2 separate regions of the Drosophila melanogaster genome follow, and region 2 is linked to region 1. Evidence: chromatin contacts called from public targeted proximity ligation data. All regions are on one chromosome and are shown on one strand. The core of a region is the stretch at or near the end of the contact, and the rest is flanking DNA. Distances in the headings are between cores, read along the strand shown.

Region 1 (7,076 bases), core at 2,136-4,635:
AAAAGAAAATTACATGCGCCAAAGCTTTTTGCATATTTGGCATGCAAGAAAAACAAAACTGAAAACGTAACAAGTGCAGCGGCTCAGCATGGGAAACTGGTCTGGTCTTCCACGGAATGAGATGAAGGAACAGGCACAGTAGAGCTTACTTAAAGCGAACCACCTACTGGAACGCACACTAACCAGCCAAGTAATACGCAGCTTACACAAGAAGCTTGATTATCTTAAAGAATTTTTAAGAAATAAAATAAATAATAATCAATTGAAGCTTCACTGTACTTGCACTTGCGTCTTGGTGTTCGTGTGTGGATATAGTTTATGTATTATATAATTCGCTGGCCGCTGCGCCGAGAGATGCCACCAGGCAAAAGGCGCAAAGCCATGGTTTTAATGAGGCGTGGCTCCAAGTGCAAGTATGCAGGGTATACCCTGCACCCCAGATGGGGTATGCCAGATAAGTGGAGGGGGCGATGCCGGGAGAACTTGATAATGAGATGCAATGAGGAGCTGATTAATTGCTTGGCAGGCAGCATGCAGCGCAACATCTTAATGTCAGCTGAGCGGCAAATTACAGGGTATACGATTGCTGCCTAAGCACTACTAATCACTAGTAAAAAAAAAACCAACATAGCCGTCTTCATGGACTATAAATATGTTGCTGCTGCTGGTGCTGCTGGCTAAAGAGAATAAAAATGTATTTATATGTATATAAGAGAAATTCAGGCTTGAGATTACAATCGCTTGTAATAAATACCTTAAGTATCGCATATATCAGTAACCCAAGGACGTGAATCGTAAGTCAAGCCGAACATTATTATTAAGCGGAGCCACCAACCGGAGCGGCCAGTCGAAGGCGGTCTTCTGACTAAGCGACCGAGCGACGGACATCCGTCCCGGCCAACTTGACTTACGTGCAACAATTTAACAACTTAATTATTGCTAAACTACGCCGGCAACAGCATCGCCCAACGGCAACAGCATCAGCGGCACCAGCCAGCAGCATCTAGCCATAAATAAACAACGGTGCGTATGAGTAATATTGGTTGTTCGGTTCGGGACGGGAAAAGTCGTGGTTGCCTGGCTGGTGAAAAAAAAGCAATAATAAGGCTGTTGGCTGCCAAAAAGATGGCAAGGTGCGATATACCCGAAAGATGATCATCATCGGCCAGTACAGCAACAAAAACAACAACTGGAGGCCAATCGAGCCAATTGGACCACACAGAAAGAAAATATTTAACGTGGTACATTTTATAAAAAAAACATATGATATATACATATACAACAAACATATTATTATGTGAAATCATTTCCAATTGTATATTGATCTAGCATGAAGTATTTACCTCAGTGCACCGTGGGTTCTTCTGAAGAGTGTGCATCCTCCCCAGCTCCAACTGCAGCCTCAACTGCTACTGCCTTCTTCTTGTCATTGAGTAATCTATCGACAGGTTGGCCATTTAGTCCGGCTCCAACGTTGTGTGTGAGAATTAGCATAAAAACGCAATTTTTGAATATTAATGTGCAGTGGGGCAGCGACATCTTCGCTCGATTGCGTGCTCCCGAGAATTCGCAGACGATGGAGTCGCCTCCTGCCACTTGGCTTACACACACGGGCACATCGAGCTCTCTGGCTCTAATCAGATTCCCCGGCGTTGATAACAACGCCTTGGGTCGTTTTTTGGCCAGGAGTTGCACTATCGGTTTCTTGGGGCATCTCTCACTTTTCAGCCGGCACGCAGAGCTTCAGAGATTGGGAGCGCGGAGCATGAGAAATGTTTGTTCTGGCTAATCTGGCGAATGCATCGAAATGTTGCGTAATATGGGAAGCTAAAAGATTGCTGGAATTGGAACACTGCGTTATATAGGTGCTCACAATAAACGACCAATTTCTAATTCTCAAAACATTTTACAACAATCTAAAATTAGTTAAATGTAGTACGCAATGTTTAGTTACATAAGTTTTCAAGTGGCAGCGCTAAACGCATGAAAAGTTCCATTAGGTGACTAAATTGTTATTAATCCAAGCTCAAATCTGGGAAACATATTTTTATATTAATAATGCTTCACTGCAATAACTTGTCTTCTACACGTCAAATGTATTCTACACATTGCTTTTTAGCGCCCCTAGCGGCATTTTTTATAAGCGCAACTGGCTCAAGTATAAGGCCCTAGATGGCGCCAGTAAATCTTGAAAACTATTCAGATTTACAATTGTAGTTTGATTTAAATAAGCAAGCATCAGAAATACTGGAACTAAGAAAAAAACTTTTTTAAATATTAAACAAGAATTGAATATTGCATTGTATATATGGTATTGAAATATTAGTTACAAGTGCTGATGACATTAGGTTTCTTGTCATAAGCAATGCACATTTTAGTTTTATCTTACAGAATTCTAAGTGAGCACTAGAAGTTCCCAGAAAAGAAATCATTACACCGCAGACATAAACAAAAGTTCAACAAACCCAGACCTAAACAAAACAAGTTCCGATAAGTGCATATATGAGTATTCACAGGTAACTCATTCTCGGCTGCATTTCACAATTGAAGGGCGAGACGACGTCATGACCCCAAAAAATGTTTGGGGGCCAAGAGGGTCAAGAGGTAAGAGAGGAAGTGCATTGACATTGACTTGGGTCAATTCAAAAAGTGGGTCACCCTCGCCGACACTTTCACAACGATTGCGTTAAATTGCAGTGACATTGAGAGAGCAATAAACCGCTCATCACCACCCCCTTCCCCGCTTTGACAACTCAAGCTAGCCGACGGCAATGATGACGTATTAAGTCGAAATGCTTGCGAAAATCGAGAGAGTGCAGTGAATCACCGGCGAATAAATGTTGAGTCTGTAAAATGTGTTGTCAGTCACGAACGCCGGCAAACTGGTGGAGCAACTTCTCTCTGGGGATCTCCCTCTGCTTCTATTTTTCTCTACAGATCTCTTGAGGACTCTCTATGGAATTGTCTAACCACAATGCAAGTACAGAAGACCAGGGGATGACGTATTTGAAACAATTAGCGAAAGTCTGCTTAAATCCAGCTCAATAGGTGTGAAATGCCATACACTCTTAATAAAATGCTTATAAGCATTATACACGGAATCCAATGAGTATATGTTTTTAAAGGCAACCAATTAAACAGACAGTGTTCTTAAAGCTGGTCCTTTTTAAGATTAAAGGGATATGCATATTAGCTTAATCATATAACACAAGCTGCTTAGTACAGGGTATTTCCTAATCACACATAATCCACTGCACCATCTGTTGGCCAAATTAACTGCAGCAGCCGCCTGACTGGGCAGTTGGCCAAAATTGGCTGCATACACATCCGTTCAAATAAACTGGTCCCCTATGTGTATGTGATCTTGGGCACGTGTTAGTCCAAAGATCCCCAGCTGCTGTCACGAGGCTCAAATAAACAACCACCTACTCGGACAAATGGAACGAATTCAGCATGTAAGATCTAAATGTAATTTATGCCGCAGGGGAATTGTAAATGAAGAATTATCCAACAACTCCACTAACGAAATCCCGGAAAATTAGTCGAAAACGTGCCGCCTATAAATAGAGGAATATATACGGAAAACCAGCAAAGGTCACCTTGACTAACTTGGCCGAATGGAGCCAAAAAACTCTGGAGAGCGCAACACCAACAAACACAGGCGGCGAAAGAGCGAGCGAGAGAAATGGCCGCTCACTTTCACAACGCCGCAGAGGCCGTTTCGTCATTCATCCTGGCGCAGCTGGCAGAGAGGTCCAAAACAGCTGGCCACACTGAAAAAAATGATCAGCTTAACTAACTCTACCATTTATACAGAAATAATATTTCAAGTCGAACAATCATAAAGTGTATGTCATTTTATATTTGTTTAAATTTGTTTTAAGTTGGATATAAAACTACACTATTTTTAAATTAATATGATTTTACTAAAAATTCAACAGCTACACATTCAACTTTAGTCCATTTGAATATCACAATTTCGTGATATCATTTTTCTAAGTGTACTAGCTGCGAAGGAAAGAGCGAGAGAGGTAGTGAGAGAAAAGCGGCTGCGGAGGCTACAAAATCCAGCGGCAGCAGCTAAATTCCAAAGCAGTCCGCTTGAAGTGCAAACAGTTCGCAACGAACGCGCAAAGTGAACGGAACGTCGACGACCTCAAAGTTTAGAGGCGCCCAAAATAATCCAGTGAAAAAAAAAGAGAATTAAAACAAAACCAATACAAAAGTAAGTATATATACTAGCATGCACTTGGAAAAAAAACAGTATTTGTGATTGTGCAGGATACCTGAAAATTAGTAGTACAAACTGGGTGTCAACTTCCTGCCTCATCAGGGTGCATTCAACTTTCAAGGGTCAAGTGCATCGGTCGGTTCCGAAAACCGAACCCCGTCGCCCTTGGCCTTCCGCACCTGAGACGTTAGTGGGGTGGGCCGGATTTCCGGGGTTTCCCGCGAAGAGGGTGTGGGGTGGCAATTGGGCGTACAATTGACTTTCACTTTCGTTTTCAACGGGAGCATGCGCCATGTCGCAAACAGCTGACTTCCCCATTTTCCGACGGGGGGACGTCGCACCGCCCAAGTAAAGTGGAACAACCGCATTTGACTTTGAGAGAAGGTCATGCGTAGGCCCAATTTTGACGCACATTTTCACAGCTTGCAACAAGTGTGGCGAAGATATGAATTTTTATATAAAAAACTCGAATTTTTATGCCAATATGATATTTTGTAATTAATGACGAATTTTTGTTTATTAAGAGAAAAGTTATAGTTTTGTATTTTTTGTTGTATCTACAAAGTTTTAAATAATCCGTGTTTGTCAATAATATATCTAGATTCTTAAAAAAGAGAAAAAGCAATTAGCCCCCTTTTATCTGGCACTAATACTTATACTTACTAATACTAGATACTCGTCCCCAATAAAAATAAACCGTGATCACTCAGCCATAAATCATTATCTAGTTTTTTATATATTTGTGACATTTCCCTGACTTTTCGTACCTCACACTTGCGGAACTCATCAGAACTCTTGGGTTTTTGTACCCCACCCAAATTCTTCAGAACTCATAACTGCAGTCGTAATTCAAGCTAGGAAAACACTCAACCTGAAGCAGATTCTAATTAAAAAACGTGCCATATGTTTATATAAATATTTTCCCACTGATAATAGTTCCAATATGCACTTATAATCTTTAGCAATCTAATCTGAAATAGTATTGCAAACATTGGCAACAAACTCAACTTTGGCCCCCCAAAACTCTTCCTATTTGCGATAAGCTTAGTCCTACGTCATTGTATTATTTATTTATTAATCATCATAGGTATGCCATAATTGGATTAATCAAATTGCTATAATTGTTTGAAACTCTTGTGATAAGATAAAAAACTGCCAACTTTCGAGGAAGTCACTATGACTGTTTGCCAAATCAGAAATAAAACGATTAGATCTGAATCGGGGGATTAATTCCATAAGGTAGCACACATTTTCATTGATAAAACTTCCATTTGGGCCTAATTAGATTTTATCTGTGTGAATGAAGAAGACCCTAATTGACTGGCAGTGTCATGTGGCTCTATGAATTGCTATATAAAAGAGCAAAAAAAATCACAAGTTAATTTTTTCGGCAATGTTTTCGGTTCGGTCCGGTTGCGTGTTGTGGCGATGTCGCTTTTTTCTCATTAATACGACCTTCGTGAAGGTTAAAGAACGCCAACTAAGCAGTATGTGTGTGTCTGTTTGTGGGGAAAAGAGTTTTCCCAAAAAAAATGTGAATGTTTTAACTAAATCATAGGCACGTGATAGCAATCAAAATGGGTAATCTCCCAGGGGCAATGCGCTTTGCTTTCTTTGGCGGAATATTAAAGTTATATTTCTTTTTTTTTTTTTTTTGTTACCCCCTAGCAATGGCCGCCATTAAGGACAGTCTGTTGGCCCAGGTTGCTGAGGTCCTGCCCAGCTCCGGGCACAAGGTCACCATTGTGGGCATCGGCCAGGTGGGCATGGCCAGCGCCTTCAGCATCCTGGCTCAGAACGTCTCCAAGGAGGTGTGCCTCATCGATGTCTGCGCGGACAAGCTGCAGGGCGAGCTGATGGATCTGCAGCACGGCTCCAACTTTCTGAAGAACCCCCAGATCACGGCCAGCACCGACTTTGCCGCCTCGGCCAACTCCCGTCTGTGCATCGTGACCGCCGGAGTGCGCCAAAAGGAGGGCGAGTCCCGCCTGTCCCTCGTGCAGCGCAACACCGACATCCTCAAGAACATCATCCCCAAGCTGGTAGAGGTAGGTTCATGTCGACAATCAAGAAACTAATATAGAGATTTGGAGCAATAACTTGATTTCACTTACAGTACAGTCCCGATACCATTTTGCTTATGGTGTCCAATCCCGTGGACATCATGACCTACGTGGCCTGGAAGCTGTCCGGTCTGCCCAAGAACCGCGTGATCGGCAGCGGCACCAACTTGGACTCGTCCCGCTTCCGCTTCCTGATGTCGCAGCGCCTGGGCGTGGCACCCACCTCCTGCCACGGCTGGATCATCGGTGAGCACGGCGACAGCTCCGTGCCCGTTTGGTCTGGAGTGAACATTGCCGGCGTGCGTTTGCGCGAGCTGAACCCCATTCTGGGCACCGGCGAGGATCCAGAGAAGTGGAACGAGCTGCACAAGCAGGTGGTGGACTCCGCCTACGAGGTGATCAAGCTAAAGGGATACACCTCCTGGGCCATTGGCCTGAGCACCGCCTCCCTGGCCTCGGCCATCTTGCGCAACACGAGCAGCGTGGCCGCCGTCTCCACCTCCGTTTTGGTAAGATTACTTTTATAAAACTTTTATATGATTGTAAAGATGTTCTAATATATTATATTTTATCTCACAGGGCGAACATGGCATTGACAAGGATGTGTTCCTCTCGCTGCCCTGCGTTCTCAATGCCAACGGTGTGACATCCGTGGTCAAGCAGATCCTGACTCCCACCGAAGTTGAACAACTGCAGAAGTCCGCCAACATCATGTCCGATGTCCAGGCTGGTCTGAAGTTCTAAATCAAAGCATTCAACTAACAGATCCATTCGCAACACCC
Region 2 (7,076 bases), core at 2,685-5,184, 230 kb before region 1:
CATCATAACAATGAAGAGAATACAATAAACAAATTCGTAACAAAATGATTAAATTGTCATTACATGACATATGACTTGACTTGATATGAGTCAAACAAATCAGACAATGTGATTTATACAGAAAATACATTTTAACATTATTAAACATTCCTGTTGAAATATTTATTCGCAAAGAACGTTGAAACTTCATTTTAACTACACAAAAGCCAGACAAATTCCTCACTCGAGCTTAATTAACTAAAATTATTGACAATAATCACTCGCTCGAGAAGACGTGGCCATAAAAGCAGTTCTTCCGGTTTCACACACAAAACCCAACTAATCCCAAATGTCTAATTATAAACGTATTCTATCAGAGAGTCACTCGATGAAGCACTCGTGTTGCAGGCCAAGAATGCAGAATTGGACAACTGGTTTTATGGCAAACGCCAAAATCAAGCAAAAAGCATGAGGGATGGCCCGATGGATGGAAAGCACCTACTGTTATCAAGTGGCAGGACGATGTTGCAGCAAGCACACAATATGTTGCCAGCTGTACAATGGGCCACTTAAACGACAACAATAAAAAATTATTAGAATGCCAATGGCAGCCGAGGCACAGGCAATAGCAAAGGATTCAGCTAAGGACTTGGCTCGGCAAGGAACTCAGTACGGCACTTCATAAATCTAGCAACGGCATATGAAATACGAGTATCCTGTGCTGAGAGCAGAGCCAATCAAGTTGCATACAACCCGGGGCATGCAGCCCGGGAGCACACCGAGAGAAATAATTAATACATCCTATATTAACGGGGGTATTTATTGGTTGTTCTGTTGTAAAGGATTAATTGTACATTCATTTTACTTTACTACTTCTGTATTTTAAAAAAGGTTATTTCTTGTATTTCTATTGCTTTTTGTTTTTCATTTTGTCTAAATATCAATAAGAAAGATTATACTTTTCAGTGCATGAAATAACGCAGGCAACCTTGTTACTACTTTTTCAGCATGTCCTGACCATCCAGGACAGATAGACCCAGCAGAAGCACACAAACTCACACACATTTGGCTTGTGATTTATTAACAAGCTATCGTTTATCATGTGGGCAACAAAGGGTTAATGCCTGAAGGGCCTGCTGAGTTATGCACCACCACCACCAGCAGCAGCTGCAATTGCCAATTTGCTAGCTGTGGCTATATGCTATATGCTCCATATACGATATATGGGAAAAATGGATGGGAAAAGGTAGCGGGGGCGCGGGACCGATAGCCGAAAATATCTGAGAGGCATCAAGATAAACAACAATCGCCTCAAGATAAACAAAAAAGCGGAAAGTCACGAAAAGTATGCGCCAGACAAACGAAAAAAAAAAGGCAGCGGGGAAAAAAAAAGAAAAACCATGAAAGCCGCAATAATTCCGCACCGATAATTTATGTGCGCCGCCAAGTTTATAAAAATTAAGATATTTCCCATTTCCCATTAAACATTTCATAGCTGGAGAAACTGAACCCAAGCTATATGCCCATAACTTATCTTGAAAATATTTGTTTTGAGCGCCGTGCTCTCGAATATTTTTTTTATTCGCTGCTTCCTCCGATTTCTTTTTGGGAAAAATCCGAACGTGTTGAAGCGTTAAATTTCCATGTGGGCGGCCGGCCGGCCGTCCAGAGAATGGCCAAGACAAAAAAAAAAAAAAAAAACGAAGAAAGAAATAGGTGGACCGAGAAGCAAACAAGTTGCAAAGCTGGAAAAGGAGTCGACGTGGGTGCCGGGGCCAAGATAAAATGTTGACCAATAAATTTTGTGACCATGAACGACAAACACACAGAGCGAGCGGAAAATAAAAGGCCAGAACCTGAAACCTAAGGGGGAAAAAGGAACAAAAAGCGCATGGTCAACAATAATAAACACAAACGATTAGGGGCAAGAGAAGGCCCCACAAATATGGTATGCTCTCTCGAGAAATCTTATTTGGTTCAAGAACCCATTCGAAATTCCCATTAAATTTCAATTGATTCAAATACATGCCTGGTTTTTAATCCCGAAATCAAGTAAATAAATGGCTGTTCGTTCGTTAGTTTCGTAGTCTAATAATTTATGTATAATGATAAGGCATTATGACAAATGAGCTTATCGCCTTATTCCGGTCTATTTAATCTGAATGTATTCGATGGCACCTACAACAACTTTTAAATAACAACCTTAACGTTATACAGAAATTTATTTGTCTGCGTTTAAGTTCAATAAACGCACCAAAATGGCTAGAAAAGTATAGTGAATAATCTTATCTTATAAAACTCATCAAGGAACACTTAAAGTCAAATTAAAATTCTTAAGGGTAAACGATGTTTCATATAGTACAAAATAAAACAAATCTGCATTGCAAGTGTTATTGGATCCGAGATAAAGTATCTTAAATGACAATCATAAACAGAAATCTGCTGTGAGCCATAAATATGAATGCTTTTAAAAATATTACTAGGTTAAATGAATGAATAAATGAATATATTAAGCCGTTTTTCAATTCTCTTTCAGTATATCAGTTTACGGAAAATAAAAAACTGCTTTATTTTAAGAACAAATATAATGATTTTCGGGTTGAGATCCCTTTTACTGAAAGACCCGAGAAATATATTAACCTTTCCAAGGAACCCATTATAAATATTCGGTACCCTTTGAGCCAGAAATCCAGGTAACTCCTTCGTTATGGTTAGTGTATGACAAATGTGGAAAAACTAGCGCGACGGGCGATTGGCGACTAGCGCGACTGGCGGCGACCAGACCAACAAACAATGTCCAGCGATTTCCGATCGACAAGTTGGGGCCAAGAGCGTGATGAACGCGTCAAGAGGGGGTGCGAGGGAAGTCGGAATGGGAAGAGGAGGGAGCGAGAAAGAGGAGACGCAGCGTGTGCAAGAATGCTTTGCTCCGCGAGTGTCATTAACTCGTTTGCCTTATCTCGAAAAACGTAAACGAAGCTGCATGAGAGCTTTATTTACGTATGTAGGAATGTGTGCGTTTGGGAAAATTACCTGCGAAAGGTGCCGCCCTGCCGCCTAATTGATAAGTTTTGGTTTCATATTCGTCTATGTAAGTAATTAACTATGGTAATTTGGGAAATTGGGTATATTTGGAGCGCGGCGTCTTCTTACCTGTCGCACATCAATGACGCACGCTGCCGACGCCGACTTCAGCAGCGACGCTGGCAGAGGAGTTTACGTTAGCTCTCTTGCTATGTATCTCTCCCACTCGAACACAAACGTGTTGCGCTCACCAACACCAAGGCGAAATTGCACAGCTGAGCTGGTGAAAATACAGCGAATGCGGTGCACAAAACAGAGGACCGAAAACAATAACGTTATGTCAATTTGTTGCTGCCTGAGTTGTTCTCTGCCTGCTGCTCCCGTTTGTTGTTACTTTTTTTTGGCACGTGAATCGACAATCGCATTTTTCAAATTCTTGCACTCATTCGCTTTTGTGCATTTGTTTACGTCACTGGCTCATACACACACGCACGCACACCCGCACACATACGCGCGACTGAATGAAAGGCGCGTAAAGAAGAGAGTGGAAATGCCAGAAAGAGAGCGATTAATTTGGCAAAGCGCCGCACGCTCAAATAAACAAATATTTTATTTATATTTCGTGTCCCAATCACTGCGCCATTGTTTAGTACTATTCGTTAGTGTCTGCTAATGCCCATTTTGCACAAGTGTCTTATGCATGGCAACAAACAATACAATAATCGAAATTTCCACTCGCGTTTTGCTCTTGGCCCGCAATCACGGGCTGCTGCAACTGGCAGATAAGCGAATCCGATTAATAATCTAGTGCGCCGCGCATTGTTTTTGGTTACGCGATTATTCAAATGGCTCGGAACACACTTTATTGCATTTTAATTAATATCTGCTGGCCTCGCGAGCAGCAAAATCGTCCGCTGCACTGAACCGAACGCGATGAAAACAAAGATGAACTAGCGATGGAACAGATGGCGATGTGAGGTCCAACCTGCGATATTTCGATGTTTGCTAAGTCGAGTAGTCGATTGGTCCTCTCACTCGATAAGTTTTTAAATTTTCGATATTAAATTTTTAACTTTGTTGAACTTAACATTAAATTTTATACTCCCATTAAGTTGTAGACTGTTTCCAGTTATAAGCTTATTTCTAAATGAATAATTTAAAATTCCTGCTTCTTAAAGGAACAAAAACAAATATACGCCTTCCTCAGAATTTAAAATTTATCTTTACCTCTGTTATTTGTCCAATTAAATTAAGTTTTTATATAAAATCATCGATAACAGAAACCGATAAGCAACCGAAAGACATCTGTTATGCAAACGAGTGGGCAGTCCTTTGATGGGCGTAGAAACTCATTGATAAAAACAAAATCACTTAAAATTATTAGTTTGGGGGAGGGATCAGGATTGAAAGAACCGGGAGCATGTCGGAGCTTAAGGCCCCGTCGCTGCAATCTCTGCTGGAATCGGAGCGAGGATCCACAGACAGCCTACTGGCCGAATCCCTGCAGCTGGACTTCGAAGATGTGAGTTGGGATTACCCGAAAATGGAATGGCCTAGATAACACTTTATCTTGATTCATCCAATTATAGCTTGATGATGCCGAGTTTGCAATACCGCCCACCGATGTGCTGCCTACTTTGGAGGCGGTGCTCAGTGAATTTGAGGCGGATTCGGATGTGGCCTCCGAGTTTGGAATGCCGGTGCCCCATGCCACGCCCACGCCCTCGATTGGTGAGGATTCCACGATCAGAACAGACGGCAGAGGTGGTGGAGGATCCATAATGAGGTACACCCTCCTACACGGCATCTCGGCACAACTTTCCTCAGCGGCGGAACGTGTCAATGCCGGAGCAGCCAGTTCCTGTGCCGTGGCCGCATTCATAGCCATCGGAACATCGCATGGACACATTTTGAACTTCGATGTAACCCAAACCCTTAGGTGGGCCCATCAGGACAAGCATGGTCAGGGTGCGGTGGCCAGTTTGGCTTTCAATGCGGATTCAACGCGACTTTTGGCTGGTTTTTCTAGGGGATTGGTTGCCATGCTGGACACTCATACGGGTGATGTTCTCCGTGAGCTGTTCGACGTCATAACCCCAAACACCGGCGTACTGCATGTCAAGTGGACCTCGAGATCATCACTGGCCTTGTGTGCCGATGCCGGCGGATCGGTGTGGTCTCTTAGTTTCACCCGGAAGCTGGGCATCCGTGGCTGCCAATCGAGATGCCTCTTCTCCGGCGCTCGCGGAGAGGTCTGCGCCGTGGAACCTCTAATAATGGACTCCCAAGGACGCCATGAATTGGATCAGTACTGCATTGTGGCTCTGGCAACGTTATCCAAGTATTTTATCGTCACTGTCCGACCAAGATTAAGGGTCATCAAATACCACGTGCTTCAGGGACCTCCTGATTGCTTACCTCTCCTCGCCTGGCATTTAGTACTCATTCAAGCGGCAGATACTTCCCGCTCCGTGGACCCCGTGATTGTCGTGGGCCGCGGGAATCAATTATTCTTTCACCAACTGTTTGTCTCGAACGGACGAATAACGCTTTTATACCTTCGACATGTCCAGCTGCAGGGGAGTCTCCTCTCCGCTCACTGGCTGGGACCAAAGTGTGTTGCCTCATTGGACACGGCGGAAATACTTCATCTTGTGGATGTGCGATCCAGTAAGGAACTAGAATGTATGGATATGGCCAACGCAGGACTGGTCTACGGATCAGCGCAGTTTAAAGGACTAGCCACTGGCGGAAATGTGTCACCTGCCTTCGCTTTAGCCGGCTCAAATGCCTGTTATAACTCAGTGGTTTCAAGAGGAACCCAGTTGTACGTTTTAGGCGCCAGGTCCCTGCATATAATTGGAGTTAGAACTTGGTCAGAGAGAATAAGCTTCCTGGTAAGATCAAAACTGTGGATTTAAATGGAAAATCAAAGCCTCAACTTTATCGTTTCTAGGTAAAACACCATCGATGGCAGGAAGCCTGCCAACTGGCACTTGATGGCTACATTGCCTCTGTGGATCGCCCGAGGAAACGTGCTCAAGCCAAGGAGCGTATCATCATGCTTTTTAAGGAATATATCGCCAATTCCGCCCGGGCACCAGAGTATTGTCTCGGCGCCATTGTTAACTGCTTGATCACCGTGGGTGAACTGGATCTTCTGTGGACACAGCTGTGGGAAAAGTTACACAACAGCAGCACTGAACTTTTCTTACAGCACATTTCCGAGCATATAGAAAAGGAAACGATACATAGTGTTAATCCAGTGATATCCCAAGCTTTGGTGGATTACTGGCTGGAACACTCCCCTGCCAAACTTGAACAGCTTATCCTCAAACTGGATTGGATGTGCCTGGATCTCAACCAGGTGCTTAAGGCTGTGAAGAAGCATCGTCTGTTTAGGGCTCAAATCTACCTCAACACCCAAGCTTTGAATGACTATACGGCGGCGCTCACGGAGCTCCTTCCATTGGTGACCCCAGATGAGACGGATTTGGGCAACTGCCTGCTGGTCTACGTTTCTAGTTGTCTGGCTGGAAGAGAATATCCCAGCGGAGAAATTCCCGTGGAGCTGGTGCATCAAGTCAAGCACGATGTCCTGCGTTGCCTGACCTCCCAGCATTCCAAGGAGAATGCCGGCGATGAACTGCCCTATCCCTATCTTAGAGCTCTCCTCAAGTTCGATACTCGGGAAACCCTAAACGTTATATCGCTGGCGTTTCAGGAACGAGAGTTTAGCAACGAGCTGGGAATCTCGCATCGCAAGAGGATTATCAATCTGCTACTGGAAATCATGTCGCCCGAGAATGCAACGGTAAGGTTTGTTAACCATAATTGCTAGTCATCCAACAAAAAACTCTTTATCTTCCAGTGGGCGGAGATTGGTTGCTTGCTAAACTTCATTGCTCAGCAGATTTCAATGCAATGCCTGCCGCGGGATAGACAGCTTCTGGAACGAGTTTTGAGCCACTTGGCGCAGGAGGAAATTGCTAACGAGAGCAGTCGCCAACACTCCGAGCGAGAGAATGCATGGCACGAGCTACTATCCTCCAACTGCCTGGCCGAGATCAGCA

Evidence for each region.
Region 2: a contact with region 1 is called in a targeted proximity ligation map of the Kc167 cell line, with 5 times the contacts expected there. A contact is called at or near these places in 5 of 107 Hi-C or Micro-C datasets (the Clone 8 cell line, the Kc167 cell line and the S2 cell line) and 2 of 7 datasets of targeted methods (both in the Kc167 cell line).

The regions. Positions count from the first base shown.
Region 1 is chr3L:6,259,708-6,266,783 of dm6, reverse strand. It overlaps lncRNA:CR44522 (long non-coding RNA:CR44522), which reads left to right and starts at 3,385. Exons shown (of 1, transcript NR_124810.1): 1 at 3,385-3,776. Ldh (Lactate dehydrogenase) reads left to right here and starts at 4,090. Exons shown (of 4, transcript NM_001274545.2): 1 at 4,090-4,225; 2 at 5,900-6,279; 3 at 6,348-6,803; 4 at 6,874-7,076. The coding sequence starts at 5,902. The coding sequence ends at 7,038.
Region 2 is chr3L:6,492,538-6,499,613 of dm6, reverse strand. It overlaps sfl (sulfateless), which reads right to left and starts at 3,934. Exons shown (of 7, transcript NM_079222.5): 1 at 3,133-3,934. It overlaps Vps8 (Vacuolar protein sorting 8), which reads left to right and starts at 4,317. Exons shown (of 4, transcript NM_139791.3): 1 at 4,317-4,525; 2 at 4,593-5,900; 3 at 5,960-6,817; 4 at 6,875-7,076. The coding sequence starts at 4,424.